2 separate regions of the Hordeum vulgare genome follow, and region 2 is linked to region 1. Evidence: chromatin contacts called from public Hi-C data. All regions are on one chromosome and are shown on one strand. Each heading gives the region's core, a stretch centred on a gene start, on an enhancer-like site or on the middle of the called end of the contact. The rest is flanking DNA. Distances are from core to core; before and after follow the strand shown. Region 1 holds the start of LOC123430486 (BTB/POZ domain-containing protein At2g24240-like). Region 2 holds the start of LOC123428620 (gamma-tubulin complex component 2).

What was found. Hi-C and Micro-C count contacts between places; a contact is called where the count stands out from the background.
Region 2: a contact with region 1 is called in a Hi-C map of leaf, with 2.6 times the contacts expected there. The contact joins the promoter of LOC123428620 here to the promoter of LOC123430486 in region 1. A contact is called at or near these places in 2 of 6 Hi-C or Micro-C datasets (leaf and seedling).

The regions. Positions count from the first base shown.
Region 1 is chr2H:547,854,936-547,860,582 of MorexV3_pseudomolecules_assembly, reverse strand. LOC123430486 (BTB/POZ domain-containing protein At2g24240-like) reads left to right here and starts at 3,741. Exons shown (of 1, transcript XM_045114355.1): 1 at 3,741-5,647. The coding sequence starts at 4,106. The coding sequence ends at 5,461.
Region 2 is chr2H:548,272,995-548,278,337 of MorexV3_pseudomolecules_assembly, reverse strand. LOC123428620 (gamma-tubulin complex component 2) reads right to left here and starts at 3,029. Exons shown (of 23, transcript XM_045112832.1): 1 at 2,760-3,029; 2 at 2,604-2,661; 3 at 1,731-1,865; 4 at 1,535-1,666; 5 at 1,217-1,300; 6 at 1,022-1,120; 7 at 701-792; 8 at 440-512. The coding sequence starts at 2,980.

The DNA.
Region 1 (5,647 bases), core at 2,492-4,991:
GTCAAGACTATTTGGTCAACAGTTTTCAATGATGCTTGCTTTTTTGTTTCCAGCATTCCGACCAAGGATACCATGCGTCTCTAATCCAGCAGAAGATGGAGTAGCTTTACGATGTCATTGCTGAGGACGAGGCCCAATCTATGGCTTCCGGGTGTGACACATATCTGCTCAACGCTCTATGTACACAAGTCGATGTGGGTACTGATTTTTTTCGATGGTGTACCATATGAAAGAACCCTTGAGTGTTGGTGGTTCCACAACTTTATTGGTTCTTTTATCACGGTGTATGAAAGATTTTGCTCACCAAATCTGGGAGCAGAATGTTGCTTACACTGGTTAGCTAATCAAGAAAAGGAAAAACTATAAATATTCGTTAATTGAATTACATGTGATCTGCAGTCAGATTGTTGACACAATATGCCACAGACACTTCTGCAGGTAATATGCTAGTATGTCTTCTGATTGGTTCAACACATGGATTGTCAAAGCTTTTGGTCTTCTATGCTGTCGGATAGTTCCAACCCATTGGGTTTTCATGTGTTGGGTGTGAGATGGATGAAGATGTAAAAAATCAAAATTTGTTGTGATTCACAAAAGTTGTTATGATTCTACTAATCCTCCCTTATGAATAAATAGGTTGGTACAAAATCTGGGAATGAGTTCCTATTAGTCTACCATTATTCTTCTGTTTCAAATATGTTCCACTGATTTCTTGCTTATACACTGATTCAGATTTTTAAAGTTTACTTTGCAAACATGTGATGTTGTCATGTCATTTTCATCACATCAATTACTTGTGATGCCCCTTCTAACAGTAGGTCTTAGAGCAGGATGACAAGAGACTTTTTCTTATTGCACATCAGGTTAGCGATGTGTTGCGACATGAGACTCCACATTCCAAGTACCTTTCCTGTATTTTTAGGTTTAGTATTTTAAGTTTGGTTAAAGCAACCTAACTAGAGTTTGATAACCAACACTCTATGGCGACAAATCAAGGATATGGTATATGACCCTTGTTCATACTTGGAACTCCAACCTAATGGATTGTGCTTGCTATTATTGAACAAAATAATATTGATATTCCTTGTTGCAGATAATTAAGCAAAGGTGAGGAGCAGCTATCGTTGCCTTCCCATAGAATATTCACCGTGTCATATAAGTTTTGCGGCTCTTCGGCTTCACAACCAGGCAACAACGACAGCAGAAGTTATGTCCATCTACGCCTAAGTTGTACATCCATCCTCGATGGTGTTCTTTGGACCCTGTACCCAGCTCCTAACTAAACAAGTTTCGTGGATCCACATAAGCATCATCTTCGCTGAGCTTCTCTTTCCCGTGTGATCGTCATGCTGATTTGATCTAGAAAAGGTACCCTGAAGGCCTATACTAAGAAACTGAATTACAAGAACATTTATTTTTCAGAATTTTCTTAGTGTTGGTCTCCCTAAAGAAGAAGAAAAGGATTGCCAATGAAATGATTCAAAAACAATAAATTGCATATCAATTGCCAAAGACGACGCTGCTATGTAAGAATCATCGACAATTCATAGTGCGTGCGACTTATGGTTATGAATGACTAACTGATTGAACTTGTTTACAACATTAGTAGAAACCTTGAAAATGAGTTTTTTGGCACGTGTAGGAGTATAGATTCTTGTGTTTCTATGAGCATATTTCTCGAAGAATTTATGTTCATGGAACTGGTCAATTTTTTGTGTAAAAAGGTTGATACTATTCGACACATGTTTAGCATGGGCAACCAAATGTTCCTTTGAATTGTGCAAAGACATATTTTTTCACTCATTACTAGACATGTGGATATGTCAAAAGAGGCTGGGGTAGACTAAACTTGACATCGGAAGAGTCCGTAAAGAGACATCTGAAAGATTGGAGCATCATCAAAGAACTAGCCATGGACAAGCGGCACGTGGAAGTTTGCTATCCATATGTCACAACCATGAGTTGCTAGGTCGCGAGATCTTGCGGTTTCACCTCTAGCCTACCCCAGCTTGTTTGGGACTAAAGGCTTTGTTGTTGTTGTTGCTGATGTTGTTGTACTAGACATGTGGATAATTTCTTCTAATAGCACTACAATCCATTGCCTATGATCTTTCTTTTTTTCTTTGTTAGACAACTTGAAAGCAATGGACTGAGAAATGAGATTTTAAAACATATAGAGAACGGAAAAAATGAAGTGAGAAGTATCTAGAAGTACATTGGTGTGCCTTGAGTTTAGGCGGGAAAAACAAAGCGCATCGATGTTCTTGTGATACTTGTATCTAAAAATTGTTTAATAAAAAATGGAAGCAATTTTGTAATAGTCAAACGGATTATCTATAGGTAAGTAAGAGATAATTAGTCAGGAAGATTGTTCATAGCTTAGTAAAATATAATTAGTCAAGCAAATTATCAAGCAATTTTGTAATAGTCAAGCAAATTGACAACCAATTTTGTAAGAGATAATTAGTTCTACTTTCGATTTGCATAATGTGTAGAAGTAAAGCTTTTCTTTGAACACACCTGGAGTCTCAGTGGAATCTTATTGTTTTGGATTATAGCATACACATAATTTACGGCAAAGAAATAAACTTTGTATAATGTAAGGATATATTTTTCTAAATACAATCATAATTTTTTTCTTGAGTTATAATATTGTTTTGATCAATATGTTTGTTGACCGTAGCAATGCACGAGCATTCAATTACATAATATATTTTCTTCCTATAAGATAATTGATGCGTTTTTGACATAACAACGCACGTGTTGTTGAAACAAATGAAGTCCCTTTTTTTTTAATGAAAGGGGTCGCCCCTTGCCTCATTTTATTAAACGAAGCAGAACAGACCACAGCACAGCCCAAGTATTGCCAGCATCTAAAACAAAACTAAAAAAACACCCACCAAATCAGGCAAGACACACAGGAAATGTCCTAAATAATGGCAAGAACCGAAACCACTTAAAACTCGCTAGCAGGAAGAGATCAAACAACAATTCTATGGCCTGAAACACAGCTAAACAGTCTACCACTTTTATTATTACAAGCCGGAGATCAATCAGAAGCTTGAGTCCATGCTATTCGTAGTAGCTTCCTTCGATGCTTGTCCAGCAACAGGATGAATCTCTTCAGCACGTCTGCTTGTGCAGTGTCGCAGAACACCAACCATTGTTGTAAAATGTAAAGTCCTTCTTAACTTGACAAGGCCGCAGCCTAGACCCCTTCATGTGCGCCCCGAAAGCAAAAATCATTCCCCAATATCCAATGAAGTCCCATTAATCCCCGTGGAATCCACACAAAAGCCCCAACGACCGCAGAGAGGGAAACAAACGTGCAGTGCAGGCCGCCGAGTCGCCGTGCCAGTTCCCAGCCACGATCCCGACAGGAGCAGGAAAAGAGGGGAAACAGGCAAACAGAAAGTAGCGGAAAAACAGAAGCAGGCAGGCAGGAAGATTCCGCGCCGGCCGTGCGATTGCGATGATTGGATTCGGAAGGGTCGCCCTGCTGAATTCTCCCACGAGAGTTGGAGATGCTCGCCCATGTCAGGTCGGTACTCGGTAGTCGCCAACGTTTCGGCAGTTGCGCCTACCGGTGGCGTTGTACCGTCCGAACGTGCGCCGGTCTAAGCCTAAGTGCTGCTCAGCTCAGCTCAGGTCGGGCCGAGTACGTACGTGGTGGTGTTGCCTCGAACCCGCGACTGCGCGGCGACTTCTCCTCCGTTCCTCTTGCTTAGATTATCAAAATCGAAATGCATGTAGTACGACTGGACTAGGTTCGGGCAGGAGCTCAAAAAATTCCATTCGGGAGAGAAGCGGAGACTTGTGACTTGTCATCCGTTAGAACGCCGTCGTCAGTCGTCACGCCAAAGCAAGCAGCGGTGCAGCACCATCTCTTGCCCCCCCCTCCCTCCACTCCGTCCGTCCCGCCACAACAAAAAACAACAGCAGCCAATCAAGGCTGCGTACACATAACTAGTCTCCCAATCCGCTCCTCACCCAACCCCCCCAACCCCATTCCCCACCCGATCCTCCTCTCGCCGGCGGGATCGATTCGATCGAGGTTGATCGGGGGAGAGCGAATGGCGCGGTGATCGCCCGGTCGGTCGGCTCGATGGCGGCGAGGCCGGGTGGAGGCGGGCGCGTGCGCTTCAACGTGGGCGGGCAGGCGTTCGAGACCACCACCACCACGCTCGCCAACGCCGGCCGCGACTCCATGCTCGGCGCGCTGCTCGACGCCTCCTGGAACGTGCCCTGCGCCTCCGACGGAGGGGAGGACGCGGCGGCCGAGTACTTCATCGACCGCAACCCGGCGTGCTTCGCGGTGCTGCTCGACCTGCTCCGCACGGGCAGCCTCCACGTCCCGCCGCACCTCCCGGAGAAGCTGCTCTACCGGGAGGCGCTCTACTACGGCCTCCTCGACCACGTCCGCGCCGCGCGCTGGGGGAGCTTCGACGGCGACCGCCTGCGCCTCGCGTCCTCCGTGCCCGGCCGCGCCCCCGGGGACGGGACGGCCGTCCGGGCCGCGCCCGACGGCGGCTGTTGCGTCGCGCACGGGGGCGCCGTGCACGTCTACAACTGGATGCTCGACGAGCGCCGCCCCGTCTCGCTCGACCACTCGCAGGTCAACGACGTCGCCTACCTCGACGCGGCCACGCTGCTCATCGCCGCGCGCGAGCACCTCGGCAAGTGCGACGGCGGGATGGCCGTCTTCTCCGCCGTCTCCGGGGACCTCCGTCACCGCTTCCGCGTCCAGCACGACCGCCAGGCCAAGTCCTTCACCGCCGGCGCGCTGGCCTTCGACAGGGACTCGAGGATCTTCGCCAGCTGCAAGGGCCGCCTCAACGAGTACGGCGTCGGCGTCTGGGACAGCGCCACCGGCGAGCAGGCTGACTTCTTCTACGAGCCCCCCGGCTGCGCCCTGGGCGACGCCGACAGGCTCCAGTGGCTGGACGCAACCAACGCGCTCATGGTGGCCACGCTGTTCCCCAAGACGGACAACTGTTCCATCGGGCTGCTGGATTTCCGGGACAAGAGCGTGGCCTGGTCGTGGTCCGACGCCGGCACGGCCGCGTCGCTGGAGGAGAAGCGCGTGCTCCACGCCATCGCCATGGAGGACGAGCGGTCCGTGTGCGTCATCAACCAGTACGACGACCTCGGGTTCCTGGACCTGAGGAGCAACGCCGGCGCCGTGCGGTGGAGCTCCCGGAGCAAGCTGATGAACCGGAAGGCGCCCGGGGAGGAGAGCTGCTACCCGAAGCTGGCGACGCACGGCGGGCAGCTCTTCTCGTCGATGAACGACAGCATCTCCGTGTTCAGCGGGCCCGAGCACGTGCTGACGTCCACGCTGAGGCGGAGCTACGGCGGCGCCATCTGCGACTTCTCCATCGGAGGCGACCGCCTCTTCGCCCTGCACAACGAGGAGAACGTGTTCGACGTCTGGGAGACGCCGCCGCCACCCATCATCTGACCGCCAGCCTGCTCCGCGGTTCTCTGCTCAGCTCGCCGTGACTTCAGTCGTACTCTACTACACTTCTTGTGCTCACTCGACAGAAGAAAAGAGATACACCAACTGATGATGATGGTTACTCATCACAGTATACTGTAGCTTTAGATCAATCACAGTCTACGCAAGCTTTGGTTTCTATCTAACCCG
Region 2 (5,343 bases), core at 1,780-4,279, 420 kb before region 1:
ACAAGGAAGGACCGAATCCGGAATGATGATATACGAGATAGAGTTGGGGTAGCGCCAATTGAAGAGAAGCTTGTCCAACATCGTCTGAGATGATTTGGGCATATTCAGCGCAGGCCTCCAGAAGCCCCGGTGCATAGCGGACGGCTAAAGCATGCTGATAATGTCAAGAGAGGTCTGGGTAGACCGAACTTGACATGGGAAGAGTCTGTAAAGAGAGATCTAAAGGATTGGAGCATCACCAAAGAACTAGCTATGGACAAGGGTGCGTGGAAGCTTGCTATCCATGTACCAGAACCATGAGTTGGTCGCGAGATCTTATTGGTTTCACCTCTAGCCTACCCCAACTTATTTGGGACTAAAGGCTTTGTTGTTGTTGTTGTTGTTGTACAGAGAACAGCGGACGTTAAGTAGATCCAAAATTTTACAAGTCAATAAGTACCTTCTGCAGAGATTTGTTTTCAGCAATGAAGAATTCACCATAAGGGTCATCTATGACACCCTCATACACCCATCTAAAATGATAATCAGAAAGTGAAATTAGTGACGCTGCAAACAAGCTTACTAACATATTTTTTCTAAGCAACACTCAATATTAAAAGTCCAAATAAGACACAGCTAGACAATATAGAATTTTTATGGATTGAGGAAGTGTATCAGTCCTACAACTGAATGATAAAGGTAGTTACGAACCATCACAAACCTTTCCAACATCCTGAGGTATGCTGCACTTGCACAATCGGTCATCTTCTCCAGTAATGACCGAACAGCACTATCGCCAGACATCGCCTTTGCCTAAGTAGAAAGGTATGATGATTAAACTACATGGTAAAAGAGATAATCGCGTGGACTAAGCTAAACAAGCTATGAAAAACTGGACCTTAAAAGACTAGTTTTATAGAAGTTGTTCTATCACTGGAAAACAAAAGAGGAGCTGGCCAGGTCTGTTTGGCTCAAATTTAGGAGGAAAAGGGGAAATGTGCTTATCGAGGATCTAAAATGTAACCTCTTTCACTAAATTTACCTGACTATGAAGTAGATTAAGTGTCGCCGAACCACTAGTATTATTGGACATAGCCTTCTCTATTAGAACAGCCAGTGCATTCAATGAACTCATCATCCGCTGTGAAAGAAAAACAGGACTTGCAGTGCTTAAAACAGTAACCAGACACTGATAAGTTCACAAATAATTGGTTAAATGCAGATGAAGAAGAAATACCTGACAAAAGAACCATAATCCTTGAACAGAGAGCCTTCCAAAACGGAATTGATGCTCCAGTTGAGCAACCATTGCCTGATAATCCTGTTATTAAGAAATACTAGACTTAATAATGTTGTGCCAAATTCACATAGAAGCACCAATACTGTCAGTGAGCTCTGTGGAGAACAATGTAACAAGGTTAATGCCTATCAGTGGGATTATCTCAATACAAGAATGAACCCTTAGCACTATATTCCTTCTCCCACTTTTCCAAATAGAAGAAAGGTTGTACACATGAAAAAGTCAAAATTATCTCTCTCATCATAGGGACTATACCAGGAGGAATGCCCTTAGAGCTGCCGCTAGAGCATGGTTGACCAAACCATTTTTGAAATGTGACCTGGACTCCACAAACTGGCTTGCTAGCACGAAATCTTCACATAAGGGGAAAATTCGACGAGTCAACTCCTGCAAGAGCAAGATTAGCCAAACCCAAATATATCCTCCCTTTTTTGGCATGGTCACAGCTTACCTGGAGTGCAAGGTCCATTGAAGAATCAATCTGGAAGACAACATATCCCTCCTTTCCGCGTACTCTCTTAATGGAAATGTATCTTCCCTCAATACCCACCAGAGCTGATAGCAAATCATCAATAACTAAAAGCTCCTGCATTTCAAACAGGGCAGTTACAATGAATAAAGTTGTTACGCAATGCAGTTGATTGCAAAAGCTCCATCAATTTAGCATTTCTAACTGAAAGTACAGATGTTAAGCCTCACTGGATGGCTATTTTCGGAAATGGTGTGGAAATTCAGCAATGTTATGTGGTCTTATTACAGTGAATGTTATACATCATTTCCTAAAGCACCACAAACATACCAACCCATATGCTCTAAATGCAAAACTGAAACCACATTGGACCAGAAACTGCATATTTCCTTTCCAAAAAAAAACTGCATATTTGTAAAAGAGACTGCTATCTCAAACTGTTTTTTATCTACACCAGATTGGCCATCCGATCCAAAAAATAATGATGATGCCTAAGTAAGAATCATTGCATTACTGGAAATAAAGAGGGCATATCAATTGCTGAAATCCAGGAAGTAGAAAATCTCAAAAAGCACAATCCCATACATCAATGGAACTCCCTGCACAGTGGCTACAATCACAACCAGCGATCAACAAAGATTTAAAGTTCACATACTGTAAAAAAACAAAAACAAAAACAAACCAAAATCCTTCTAATTACCAAATCAATGAGCTCAAATTCAAAATAAAAACCTTCTAATTAGCAAATCACTGAGCTCAAATTCAAAATCAAAACCCTAGACCCAGTTTTACAAACAGTACAAGTGAAGCCAAGCTCCAATTTCGCCGGTTGAACTATTTCAAAATTCCGCTTACCTGCACAGAAACAGCGTACGACCCGAGGACACTCCCAGCGCCGCCGCCAGCTCCGCGGCTGCAGATTCAAACCAACTCCAGGCATCAGAGGACACCCGAGGCAACAGAACCACGAGGCAACCGTCCACAAGACACGAATTTATCCGGCATACGTACCTGAAGGAGTCGATAGAGAAAGGCTTGGATCCGGGCGCCTGCGACGCCGCGGACACCTTCGCCTCCTGCCATGGCACGAGGGGGGGATGTGAGGCCGGCGCAGCAATACTGGAGGGGCGGGTTGGGTATTGCTGGCAAGAGGAAGGACGTACCTGGTGGAACCGTCCGGTGAGGTAGGGGCGCTCCAGGTTCCAGCGAGGGGTCGCCGGCGCGGGATCCATTTCGGGGTGGGCAGGGAGAGGAGCGGTGGCGACTGGCGACGGGGACAAGCGTGGAAGATGAGTCGAGCTAGGACAGATCCCGGCCGTTTGTTTGAAATCAACGGTACACGCCCGTCAAGCAATTGATGCTTTGTGTGGAAGCACTTTTTTTTAAAAGACTACTAATAATACTATGCGAAACCTTTTCCGCGAGTGCGCCGGCCAAAACGTTCGGCCGGTCGCGTGACTGTCGTTCGATCCCCTAGATCCAGCATGTGTCCAGCTCACCGCGTCTTCCTTTTCAGTTTTTTTTTTTTGCCTTACCTTCTTCTTCCTTCCTCTCCCCCTTTCCCCCTGCAACCTCAGGCGTCGTCGGTGAGCGCCGCGGCTTCTCCATCGGCAGTCGCCGCGCCTGACGGCGGTGACCGAGGGTGACCACGCGAGATGTTGCAGCCGGGACGACGGTTGAAACTTTTTCCACATACGGTTGAAGCTTTTTCTGTCAACGTTTGCAACTTTCCCTCGTTGAAGTATTTGGTTGAAGCTTTTTTTTCTTAACGGTTGAAGATTTTCTATATACGGTTGAAATTTTTTGCTTTCATGATCGAAGCTTTTTTTAACGTTTGAAACCTTTTCCGTTTTTGAGCAGCACTTGGTTAAAGTTCTCTCTATCATTTGGTTGAAACTTTTTCTATCTAAGGTTGAAGCATTTGGTGTGAGCGGATGTATCTTTCCCTGATTCGCACTGCCAGTTGAAGCTTTTTCCATTTAGGGTTGAAGCTTTTTCATCTGGGGGTTGAAGCTTTTTTTCAGCGTTTTGCAACACAGGGGGGTGAGGTGCGACCGACGGGCATGAGCAGGTGCGAGTGCGCCGGCGAGCGGTGGGGGCAGCGAATGGTCTGGGCGAGCTGAGTCCCGGAGCGCAGGGTAGCTGGGGCGGCGAGCGTCTGGACGAGCTGAGTCGCGGAGCTGCATCCATGGTGCTTCGACGGGCGGCCGAGGAGGCGAGCGGTCGGGGACGAGTTGCATCCATGAAGCTCCAACCGGCGGCCAGGGGGCGAGCTGAGTGCCGGAGCGCGGAGCGGCCCAGACGGGGCGGTCAGCATGGCGAGCGCTCAGGGAGACGAGAAGAAGGTAAAAAAAAACAGCAGAGGAACTTTGATCTGACGGTGTCGCATAGCAGATCGGGCTGCTGAGGACAGACCGACCGAAAACATTCGGCCGGCGCACCGGCTCCGAGTGTTGCCCTAATACTATTCTCTCCGTCTCAAAATAAGTGTCGCAAATTTAATATTAAATTAGTATGAATATAATACTAAAGTAGCGACACTTATTTTGAAACGGAGGGAGTACTTTTCTTTATTCCTATGACAAGCATTTTTTTGAAGATGGTTGGCAACCTCCGCCTCAAGTGCTTTCTCGGTGCTGCACTGGATGGTGATCGTACTGTTTGGCCATGGCATCTTCAGTTGAAGGTATGTGTATGAGGGGTATCACCATGATTTTACATAGGCGGACATGTCGAGGATGGCTCTCTAGCCCGTGCAAAACGGCGCGGTCTCGAAATGTATTGTCTCGAATCTGAAGTTTTCTTTGTCTTCGAAGAGAGCCTCTAGGTCAAGTTGTCGAAGGGTTGCACCTTTCCGCCTGGCACGAACTCATGGAAGCCAGTTGGCGAGTGGCTTGGTTGGGATCTAGAGACCCCCCCCCCCCAATTTTTGTTAGGGTGTCGGGAAGATGATGTTGATCCCATCACCCACATCTATCAGGATTGGGGGAGGCGGATGCCGTCAACGATTAGTTCTATCACCAGGCTGGACTTTCCCGTATGGGCGACATAGGTCAAATGGTCGTTGCGGTCAAAGACAATCCTGGAGTTGAACCACTCCATGAAATCTGTAGTGGTTGGTGCGGTCGCGTAGAGAGCACATCGTGTGTGCTTCTAGGCCCGATGGGTGTCACGTACCTCCATGGCACCCAGAAGGCACAAGGGCGCGCCTTAGGGGGTAGGGCGTGCCCCCGCCTTGTGAGCCCACCTAGCGACTATTTGGTACTTTCTCTGTCGGTATTTTAAATATATTTCAAAATAATTCTTCATAAATTTTTAGGTCATTTGGAGCTCTGGAAAATGGTTGTCACTGATGTACCTTTTTCAGGCTCAGAATTTCAGTCTCGGACAATCTCCCTCTTTCAGTGTATCTTGCATTTTGAGAAAGGACAAAGCATTAGAATTATACCATGAAGTGAAATAAAAATTCTAAAACATTATCAATAGCAGTAGGAAAACATTATGCAAAATGGACGTATCGCCCTACCCGGGATTGTTTTTTGCCAGGCTGGTTATTAGGCGTTACCGGGCATGCTCCCTAGCTGGTTTGTTTTCC